Regions from separate parts of the Columba livia genome. Here region 2 is linked to region 1. A link is a contact called in public Hi-C data. All regions are on one chromosome and are shown on one strand. Each heading gives the region's core, a stretch centred on a gene start, on an enhancer-like site or on the middle of the called end of the contact. The rest is flanking DNA. Distances are from core to core; before and after follow the strand shown. Region 1 holds the start of GRIP2 (glutamate receptor interacting protein 2). Region 2 has its middle 13 kb from the start of XPC.

What was found. A called contact is a pair of places that touch in the nucleus more often than the background predicts.
Region 2: a contact with region 1 is called in a Hi-C map of liver, with 2.7 times the contacts expected there. The contact joins the enhancer-like site here to the promoter of GRIP2 in region 1. A contact is called at or near these places in 2 of 2 Hi-C or Micro-C datasets (crop and liver).

The regions. Positions count from the first base shown.
Region 1 is chr10:18,539,498-18,544,815 of bColLiv1.pat.W.v2, forward strand. GRIP2 (glutamate receptor interacting protein 2) reads left to right here and starts at 1,460. Exons shown (of 23, transcript XM_065075604.1): 1 at 1,460-1,626. The coding sequence starts at 1,572.
Region 2 is chr10:19,006,408-19,012,154 of bColLiv1.pat.W.v2, forward strand. No RefSeq gene overlaps it. Among named protein-coding and RNA genes, the nearest start is that of XPC, 13 kb to the right of the region's middle. Within about 2 kb of position 3,769, at least 1 of the 3 cell types and tissues checked has an H3K27ac peak away from gene starts, as active enhancers do.

The DNA.
Region 1 (5,318 bases), core at 210-2,709:
CTTACACTCCAATGAAGAAGGCTGTTCTCATGAGTTTATGATCATCTCAGTTTAACTCACTGGGAAAACACGCTACTGATATCAGTAACTTCAAACCAACCTTTCCACATTGCTCTTCAAGAACCTGTGAGTGGGAAAAAAAAAAATAGTCAGCTAATTTAACCATAGGTCTTTAACTCAAGTACCTTAGGATCCTCATCCTCTCATACTCCTCCAAAGCCTTGGATTTTGGTAGGTTTTCGCTTTCAGCCCCTTTCTGCAGAAACTTGTTTTCTCCCTTTGATGTGCACAGAGCTGCAAGAGGTTATTTCAAGTGGACCCTCTCCCAAGTGCCTTTGGGTTGAGCCACTTCAGTTTTCCCCAGGCACTGCAGAGGTTTCCAGGCTCCTGCTGCCCTGCAGACCTGGCTGCCAGCACCCGAAATGGCAAATGCTTCTCAGACACAAGCTGTGGGCAGAGCACAGAGGGCGAGGCTGCTGCCCCTATGCTGCTCCACTGTCCTGTGGCAACTGCTTTTCATTCAGGTTGGGACAGAAAAATTGGTTTGAAAATTAAGCTGAAGTCCATATGGATGGATCTGGATGGATTTCTTCCTTTGGCATTGCAGCTGCCCTGTCCAACCCTGGCAGCATCAGTGCCTTCTGAAACTGGAACTAGCTCATGCTATTCCAAAGAGAGCTTGATCCATAATATTTTAGATTACAGCAGTTGTTACACATAATATTATCACTCTCACAAAGGGAGGTAGAGACCCAGAGTGAGACCTACCAGCCAACTAATAAGACACCTAATGAAGAACAAACAAAACTGCTCGTCACTGCAGAGATATATTTCCCCCAGGAAATTAAAAACATGAATACCCTGGCATATGCAATAAACATCTCCTTTGTAAAATGTAAAAGCATTGAAAACCTCTGGAATATTATGAGATGACAAAGATGCTTTTCAGTCTCTCCTGTGCTTCACCTGCTTGCAAGTGGTGGTGAAAAAGATGCAATAGATCAGCCAAACTGCTGTGCAACTTTTATTTACCAGTGAATGCAACTTTGGAATAAATACACGCCTCAATGAACACACCTGTGTTAGGACTACAAGGCAGCTGCTGCTCATTAAAGGGAAAAGGCACCAGGTTAAAGCTGTAAAGGGAATGTAGAATATGAATAGTGCGTTTTCCATACCCTTCCCGTGCATGCATTTATTCACCATCAGCTGGTGATTTGGGAACCGCAGAAACGCCGGTGCGGGTCAGTCCCCGCTGTCTGGCAGCAGGCGGGGCCCGCGCTACCTAAGCAGACCCCACTGGGGGAAAAATATATAAAATATATATGCGCATAATTTCTTCTCAGCACCCCCCGCCCCGCTTTGGGAGCGCCCCGGGGCCGTGTGTGCGCAGGCGGGGGCGGGCAGCACCGCTCCCCCGCCCCGCCCGGCCCCGCCGCCGCCGCACGCACCGCCCGGCAATAAAGCGCCGGGGAGCGCGGCCGCGATCGGCAGCGCCGCTCCCGTCAGCCCCCCCGGGCCCCTTCAGCCGCGCCGCTGCCCCGGGGGGCGGCAGCGCTGCCCCCGCCGCCATGCCGGGCTGGAGGAAGAGCCTCGCCCTGTGCCTGCAGAGGATGCAGGAGGACGGTGAGTGCGGCCGGGGGGAGGAGGGCGGGAGGTGCACGGGGATGCTTGGATCTTCCCCTCCACCTCGCTGCTTTTTTTTTTTTTTTTTTTTTTTTTTTTTGGTGGTGGGGAAAGGGTCTTCCTGGAAGGGAGATACCAGGGAGCTCTGCGAATGAAGGGGCTGGAGTGGGGATGCTCTTGGTACCGGTAAACTTCTCTGCAGCAAATCTGTCCTTCCATTCTCCGGCTCGCTTGGGCTCTGCTTGTTTTTTCTTCTCTAAGTGGTGGGGGCAAGTCTGGGCGAGAGGTGGCTGCGCGGTCCTCGCTGGATGTGTAGAGGGGCTTGCAGCGTCTGAGCTCCAACTTTCTAAAGCTGTTGGTGCTGCTGCTTTCACCTGGTATTTTTTCCCAGTGCCCAGCTGTAACTGGGGATCAAAAGGTTCGTGAATTGCATGTCGCAGTAATCTGATTCCTATTGTGCTGCTTTCTGGTGCTCACAGTGGCTGTGAATTATTTTGTTTACATGCTCAAGAGTGTGATGTTAAATAAACGTTGGATCTGCAGATCATAAAAGTCAGGAGAAACATCCACGAGGTGGCACAGTGAAAGCGGGGCTTAAACCTTCCGCGCCGGCTCCTGGGTTTAGAGTGGTGGGGAAACTTTGTCTCTGAAGTGAGGTTCTTCTGTGCTCCCTTAAGACTCAGGTGGAGCAGCTGATCTGGGATGGGCAGAAGTGAGCGGGAATGTGTGTCTCATTAACCTCAACTCTGTGTGTGCATGTGGTTAACAGCAGTTTCTTCTTTTGCATCCCTTCCCCTGACCGCCTCTCTAGATCACACACAATATCTGAAGCGGCACTGTTGCATTGTTTGGTGTGAGTAAAGTGAAAATCAGGGAGTTTTCTGTTCCTGCTGGTTAATAAACATGGAGAGAAAGTGTGGTGTTAAATGCCCTGTAAGGTGTCAGGACAGAGTTAAGCTGCTGAGTCTTTCTTACCCTGCTTCTGTGGGAGAACACCACCTGCTTCTGATGTTTGACTCCTCTGGGACCACAGCTTCCACACAGAGACTCCATTCACCTGAGACAGAGCTGTTAAAAATCTTATCCAGTTGAAGAGTAAATTGATCCTGTGTTCGACATACAGAGACCTGTTGGTGTGAATTCAGCCCTGTTGTGGTGCAGGGTTTGTACCACTGCAGCTCATAGGGATGCTCTGGCACTGCTGGACTGGGGTGGCTTTAGGGGCCTTATAAGTCATTTACACCAGTGAGCTCCTGCTGTCCTGGGTTAATGTGTTTGCCAGGTTATTTTCCTTGTGACTCCATCTGTCTGTACTGGCTCTTGTCCCTCGGGCTATGTAATGCCTCAGTTTCCCTCTCTCTGACTCCAGTCCTAGTGCTGCAGTGAGCCTGTGGCTGCTGTGCAGCCCTTCAGAAACACTGGGCATTTCCCTTAGTGACATTGTATTTATTTCCATGGCTGGCTCAGTGGTAGTTGGTCTTTGGAAATTACCATTTAGTTAATCACAGAACGGTTTATCTAGAGGAATAATTCTTGCAGGCTTGAGCTGATGTGCTGTGTAGAGGAGGAGGAGGAGGTATGTACCTGCTAAAGGACATGCTGAGTTTGTATGGAACTTCTTTCCCCTTTCCCCGAGGTGACCAGTTTGATGGTTGTATTACAGCATATAACTCTGCAAGGGTAACAGAGAAGGTATTTGGTGATGTTATTGTGGTGCTGCAGTGTTATCAAATATGGTCTGAGGTTTAACTGGATGCTACAGAAGGTTTCACATCATGTACAACATTGCCAAGAAATCTCTGCAGGGTTCAGTTCAGATTTTAGTTTTGCAAACCAACTTCCAACCAGTCTATGAAGAAATACTGACTTCTGGTTTTTCTTATTCAGAACAAGTTATATCTGCCTTGTTGGCATCTCCATGGCTATGCAGATGTGGTAGGTTTTGTTTTGGCTATCAAAGCTGGGGAGCTTCTCCCCCAGGTGTGTGTGCTCTGTGCCATCAGTGTGTTGCCTCCGAGGACTAGTCCTGTTTTTCATCAGGAGGGTATTTGTGATTAGAAGGGTGGTATATTTTGGTTACTGAATATTAATGTGATGAGCATCTCCTGCAATTTGCAGCCATTCAGTGCTTTGTTAATCATGGTATTCAAAAGGCCAGCCATGGTAAGTCACATAGGGAAATGCAAGACACATGTGAACTGTACTGAAGTATGATTGCCATTTCAAAACAGTGGGTTTCCTTATGCATGTTTTTGCTTAAAACTTCTATCCCTTGAGGGATGGGCTAGGACTCCTGACCACTGTGCAGAAATGCTTCATTCTGTAAGGTATTTTTGTTCCCAGCCACAAGAAGGTTGTACATGGGGTGTGCTACTCCTTATTCTGTTTCATGCAGAAAAAAAAAAATATTAATGGCTTGGAAATTTATTGGTAGAAAATGTGTTCTTTCCAGCCTGTAGTGATAACAGCCCAGTTTTTCCAGTCAGGGGGTTGATTTACTTTGCTCTGTGTGGCTGTGGGGTTGTAGTGGACCTGGGAGCAGAGGCTGGAGCATCCAGCCAGGCAGTTCTGTGTATAGCTGTGTAGCCACATCTCCTGCTGATTTACCTCCCTGATAGCTGATCCTCTCTCAGGACAGTGGAGAGAACTAGTTGGCTATGCCAAACCCTTTCCTGTCCTGACTTCCCCCTGGTCCCACTGTCCTTTCTGTGAGTACTGCAGGATTTGGGCTGTATCCTTGCTGTTCCCAGGCTTTCAGTAGTAAAAGCAGCAGAGTCTAATTTCTGCTTTGGGAGCACGAATGTATGTGGGTAGGTGGGAAAGTCTCTGGGGATTTTGGTGTATCTGAGTGGATGTGAAAACCAGATGCCTGGAAAGGATAAACTGTATCTGTAGACAGAGCAGTGGAGATGCTGTTATCCTTGTAATGAAATAACTTATCTAGCTGCATATAACTTGTGTAACATGGGTTGCAGTAGAGGGCAGGCACCCTTTGCTAAACCTGATATGTTTTTCTCCTTCTGCTGGGAGGGAATACGAGGTTTGAGTGTAAATTTAGGTGGTTGATATAATTCTGCTTCCTCCCCCAGATGCTTTTACTTCAGTAAAATGAGGAAAATTTGACTCTAACCTTAAAACTCCAGTATGATGCCTTTAAAAAAAAAAAAAAAAAAAAACCCAAACCTTAAGGAAGACTGTCTGATGTGATTATAAAATATGAAGTGAGTTACCCACCCTTTGCATGAATTGTGAGGCAGCTGGCAAGGCTGGAGGGGAAAAGGGCAACTCAGATCTGCTCCAGAAGTGCCGATATTGCAGGATTGCGTTGCTGCTGTTTGCTTCCTTCCCTTGTATATGGTTCCTTGCTGGTTACCTTGGAAACAGCTGTAGGAGCGTATAGGGGCATTTTTGCTGCTGTGCAGTCATGGGCAGAGGTGTCCCGTGGTGTGTGGGGAAAGGAAAATCCTTTGTGGTGCAGGTTGATTTACAGGATGAGGGCAAGAAAGTAAAAAAAACCAAAACAAAACACCCGAAACCATTGCGAGATCTTTCTCACCTGCCTTAGCTTTCTGCAGGTAGAATTTGGCAGGAGTGGGACCCTGGGGAAAATTTAGCAGTGGGGTGGGTTTTTTTTCATGGTTTTGGCAGACCTATTTAAATTTTTTATAATGGGAAGGTAAAAATATCCCAGC
Region 2 (5,747 bases), core at 2,519-5,018, 470 kb after region 1:
TATCTTACCTTTAATTTCCATTTTTGTTTTGATGCTCCTCGCTGAACAAAAGACAGACTAAAACCAGAAACATGATGAAACATGATGTCTATGATTCTATGACAGCACAGCACCTAACACAACAGAATCCTGTCTCCCTCTGTGCTTCCAAACACTACCAGAAAACGCACTAGAATAATTAACAAAAATTAGCACATTCAGGGACCTTCCAACTAGACATGAATACCACAGCTGTTCAGATGGGACCTACGGGGTGAGTCTGTCCCACTCCCAAATGATTTTGCACCATAAGGCCTCTGGTTTATGACCAGAGGTGGATGTCACTGCAGGAGCTGAAGCAGTTATCATTCCCATCTGTTTACACCATTTTTATGCCAGAGTTCACTGGTCTCCCAAGGAGGATTGAATGGTATACGTAGCCCTATTCAGTTACCATGTAATATAGCTTGTTTTATTCATGTAAACTAAAATTAGCTGCAGTCTTCGCTAATATGTTAGTCTGGGAAACGCGATCACTCCAGGAAAGAAAAGGGGGAAGACAGAGGGGAAGGCAGGGGGATGTCTGCTGCTGACAGCCAAACCTGCCTGTGACTGTAAAGCTGATCCTTAATATAATATTACGTGGTTTAGAAACCCTTCAAAAGTGCTATGGTATTATTTAGCCAGGAACTGGACCTTCTGTGTCTAAATAATCCTAAATCTGGTTCACAACTCCTTCACTTGTACCTTGAGTAAATTATATCATGGCCATACTTCAACGTTGCACATCAAAACTGCTATTGCCAAAGCATTTAGGAGAGAGCTGAAGGGGAACTGGGAAGGTCAGTCACTCAGCATTTGTTTGCTGCTGGATCTGAGCAATGTCCAAGGGATCCATGACTCCAGTCCCTCTAAAGGAGAGTCAGAATTCTACCTGTAGAATTGGTGGCAACTACAGACCTGCCCGTTCTTGAGAATTCAACCCTGGGCACACTAAGGCAGTTCAGAAGGGGTTGTGTGGCTATGAGGACAATACAAGGAGAATTAATAATACTGTGAGCCACATGATTAGGGTCAGAAATGAGAAGTTTCCAAGAGCCTGGAACACATGAGAATGTAAGAACAATCACGCCGAGGCAGCTGACAGCTCCCTATAGCCCAGTGCATTGTTCTCAACAGTACGGTAAGGAGTATAAGAAACAGGGTGTGTATGTAGAGCAATTCTTCCCCAGGGACATCCTTACTCTCCAGCAATCAACAGTTTATAACTGAGAGATCCCATCTGAACTGTTGTGTATACCAGTCACAAACTGACTGGTATACAAACCTTCCATAAATTACACTAGCCCCATTTTCAACCTACATCAGCTTCCAACGTCCACACCATCTTGTGGCACTAAGTTTCTAAATGGAGTCAATACAAAAAAGCCCTTCGCTATCATTAGTGGTAAACACAAAACTGGTCAGTGCCATCCAGCAATGCTCATTCCTGCACCAAGTATCAGACTTCATTAACATCCTCGTTAATTACATGACACCTTGGGCTGTTTTAATCTTAATGACTAAACACAACCTTGAAAGAAAAAGTGTTTTCAAGAGCAGGCAACACCGGTTATCATCCAAACCGCCTCCTCTAGCAATACTCCCTACCCACTGTCTAGACAGACGATATTCAGATAGGAATCTGAATCCTGATCACTACACTGGAATCTTCAGAATGTGGATCATCACACACTGCTGGCCAGAATACCTTTCTCTGTGCTACGTGGCACTGCTTTTCGAGTGATGGGACAGCATGCTGTAAAAAGCTCCATTAAAATCCTGTAACAGATGGAGGGGAAAAAAGCCTCCTTTGCCTTCTGCGCACAATCGCCTCCATTTCTCTCCACCAGAGCCGTTGTGTCCCAAAGACAGAAGCCAAAAGACGGCTGCACAAGCTGCGTTCGCTTCTGTGCCTGCCTCCAGCAACCCCTGCTAAACCACAGCCATTGCAGCTGAGGAAGAAAACCATTTAAGTGCATTGCTCATCGGTGGCATTTCCAGTGGAGTGCAAAGCATCACAGGACGAAACAAAGAAAAGCGGAACCTTTTGCAAATGGAGATTTCAGCATCTGCGTAGCTCACAGGAGTACTTCACATCCAGCATCTGTCTTAGAAGGTGAAACTTTCTATACTGGTCACTGAGGGAACAATTACATGCAAGTAAATTGGTTCCATTAACTCAACAGGGTCTGAAACATATGGGGGCAAGCCAGTGGACTTTCTTCTTCCAGAAATAAGCCGCTTCTATCATGGCAATAATCTTAATGCTTGCTGACACTGTAATTAAGAATTAAAGCTGCAGAAAAATGTGAGGTTTGCTAAAACACAATAGATATCTTTTATCCATACAATATACAGGACCAAAATATTCAGTGTTCTGGGGAGGATAATTAATCAGCATTCTCTTGCTGAAGTTCTTTTAATTGTCTGTGATGGGCTGTGTTGGGGGGGATTATTGAGTTTTAACATGGAACAAGATCAGGCACCATGGGGAATATTTACACGAATAAAGATTGCATGATCAAGATCTTTGATCTGGGAATTGCTATTCTGTAATCATCTATAAAGCACCAGGAGTGCCCCTGGCACTGTATATATAATAATGAATGATTAACAATAAATCATGTAATTAAATCTTCACTTCGAACATTCTTTTCATAATTCTTGCCTCAGAATTAAGTTCCCACATAAGACATATTAGGTCCTCATAATATTATTAAAGTTCCTGCACTTCAGCTTTTAAAACTCCCCTAGGGATCTATTGTTTCTTTGTTTAATGTGTTTATGAGCCAAAGGCCCCATTAAATACAATAGGGAAACTCCCAGACCTTTAAAAACTTTGCCACCAGAGACATTTCTTAGGCAACAGGACCATTTTTGCCATTCCATCGCGTAACTATTGGAAAGTCTATTGATCAGCAAAGTTCCAGGAGAAAAAGCACAGGAAGAATCCTCCCTCCACCCCCTAGATCACCAAGTCATTAAGGCCACAAGGCCAGCCAAGGCAGAGCTGCTGCACACATCCAGTTTTCCTTCCTCCATGGCATCTGGGTCATTCTCATAACCCCACATTAAGTCAGTTTTGTATTACAATTGCTCTTCATGCCTCATCACCTTCGTAGATGCTTTCTGTAAGAACAAGGAAAAGAAAGTCTCCTTTTCTTTGGTCTGGAAGATAAGGAGACAGGCAGATGCTTACATTCGGCTAAACCCAAGCTGTACGTTGTCACCTACAGATTTGAATGGAATATTCCATCTGAGACAAGATATTTTGCCAAAAACAGTAGAAATTTTGAGTATCAAACACTGACTTTTAAAAGTGAATTCCCATCCACCTTCAAAGGGACTTTTTAACAAATATGGAGAGAGACCCTTTAAAGATAACAGGGGGTAAGGATGAAGCCACTGTCAGTATGCTGAAGAAACTGAAATCTACCAGAGACAAACTTCATGGTCTGAACCCTTGTTGAAAATTATTTGACATTGCACTCTGTAATCCATATACCCAGTGCATTACAGTTTAATTTAGAGGGGTTATCTTGTCCAGCTGCAAGGTTCTTCTCAACCACTTGACTCATTTCTCTAAAAAGTAAAACTCATTCAGAATTTAAGTCCCCTTGGACTTAAATTGGACAGAGGATAAGCTGAGTTTATCAGTGCTGTGGTTTATCAGTTCTGCGATGGTTTATTGATTCAGCCTCAAGATTCAAAGCAGGCACAGAGCAAAGCAGGGAGTTCACACTTGTATACAAGTGGACCCAAGGGATACACGGGGTTACTGTGTACAAGTTTAAAGTGAGAATGCCTGGCATCAAATCTGAGCAACATCACACCAGTAAAGACGGTTCATTCGCAGATGAGTTGGCGGTTTCTCAACATAGAAGAGCTTAGAATGCAGGCTAGTGTGAGCCATGGGTGAAATGGAAATTCCTTTGGCCTCAACTAATGCATTTTAAGTGACTCCCACTTCGGGACAAAAAATTACAAGTTCTATTTTGTTAAACAGTTAAAAAAAAAAAAAAAAAGACAAACACAATCTGTATTAGGCTGGGAAGTTCTACATTCCAGTGAACATGAGGGATGGTGAACATAGCCTGTGGGCCAAACACAGCCCACGCAGAGCTTCACACTGTTGCAGCTTTCATCTTCAGCCCCCTGGGGTACGGCCCACAGAGACTACACGATCTCAACACGCAGAGCTCCATTGCACTCCAACCTAATGCATATCACATGCTAGGGCCTGTGTCTTCCACAAGCTGTACCGTCACACCACAACTGAGGAGGCTCCCAGCTCACTGTATCTTCAAGTAGTCAAAGCGTGGGGGGCTTAGTTTGGATTTTGAGGTGAGACCTAGGTGTAGCTTTCACAACCAGCAAGGTTCCTACAAGGCTGTTACTTGCTCAGAAGTCATTGACAGCGTACATACCCATCAGTTTGCTGATTCTTGATGTCCCACACCAATATTTACAAGTCACTAAAAAAATACAAACCAAGTGTGTTTCTCTCCTATCTCACCAAAATCCAAGGATAGACAACCAAAAGCATACAGAAATTGAGTATATGCTTGGTTGTAAAGATGTCTGAAAAGACAGCAAGGAAGAAGGTCATGCAAAGTTTCACATAAACAAAGGAATTTTCACAATAGATAATTTATACCATAGGACCCAATGTTAAATAACAAGCAATGTTAGAAAAGTAAAGTTTGAATAAATCGCAGTTGCAGCTGTATCTCTGTAATACCTTAACAGGGCTTCACAGTATAATCCTGATGAAGAGGCCTGCTAGCATCATCTACCTTCCAAGATTGCCAGTGGAAAGTTGTTATAATTAATACAGATGTCTGTAATAGCTGTAATGGTGATATATTACAAGTTCAATACACCTGTGAAATAGCTAATAATAGACTGAAATGCAGAGACACAGTTTGCACACCAGGAGTTTCCATCAAGTCAGTTCACTGCTCAGTGTAGATCCAAAGCTATCAGTACAAAAGTATCAACTGTGCTAATGACACCCAAGTTATTTAGCTGTGGCAACAGAATAAGAAAGGATTAGGCTAAATTTATAATTTCCCTTTCCCAAATCTTGGACCAAAGCTGAGGATCACCTCTTGGTTCTTAGCACAGCATTCCATTCTGTGTTTTCAGCTACATTTTGTTGACTTGAACTTTACAGCAGTATGATCAACCACTATCAGCTCTCTGTAGAGAAACAGATTAAATCATTCAGGATATACTTGTTTTTCAAGACTGACACTTAAAAATATATTTTTATCTTTACAATATTAAAGCCACATAGAAATATTAAAACTAAAACTTATTTTCTACTACCATTACTGACTTCTATTCACATTATCTATTGAAGGAAACTAAATTTTATCCTGTAGGTTCAGTTTAATTCCTCCTCCAATACCTCCAATACCAAAGGTATTGGAGGTACCACCTTCCTCCACATTACCAGTATAATAGTGGAAACAATGGTCTGTGTATTCATGGTGCAACCTATGTTACTGGAGTCTAGGATTTAAGAGATCCTTTACAAAGAAGAGCAATGTACCCTGTTTGCAGCTCCGCCACAGTCTCAGCATGCAATCTTGAACAAATGTTTAATTGCAATTGTCTGCTTTCTTTTCTTCAGATGAAAGAAATTAGATAATAATTTATAGCCTCCTTTGTAAATGCTCTCAGATTTATGAATGAAGCATTCCTCCTTCCCTTGCTATTGC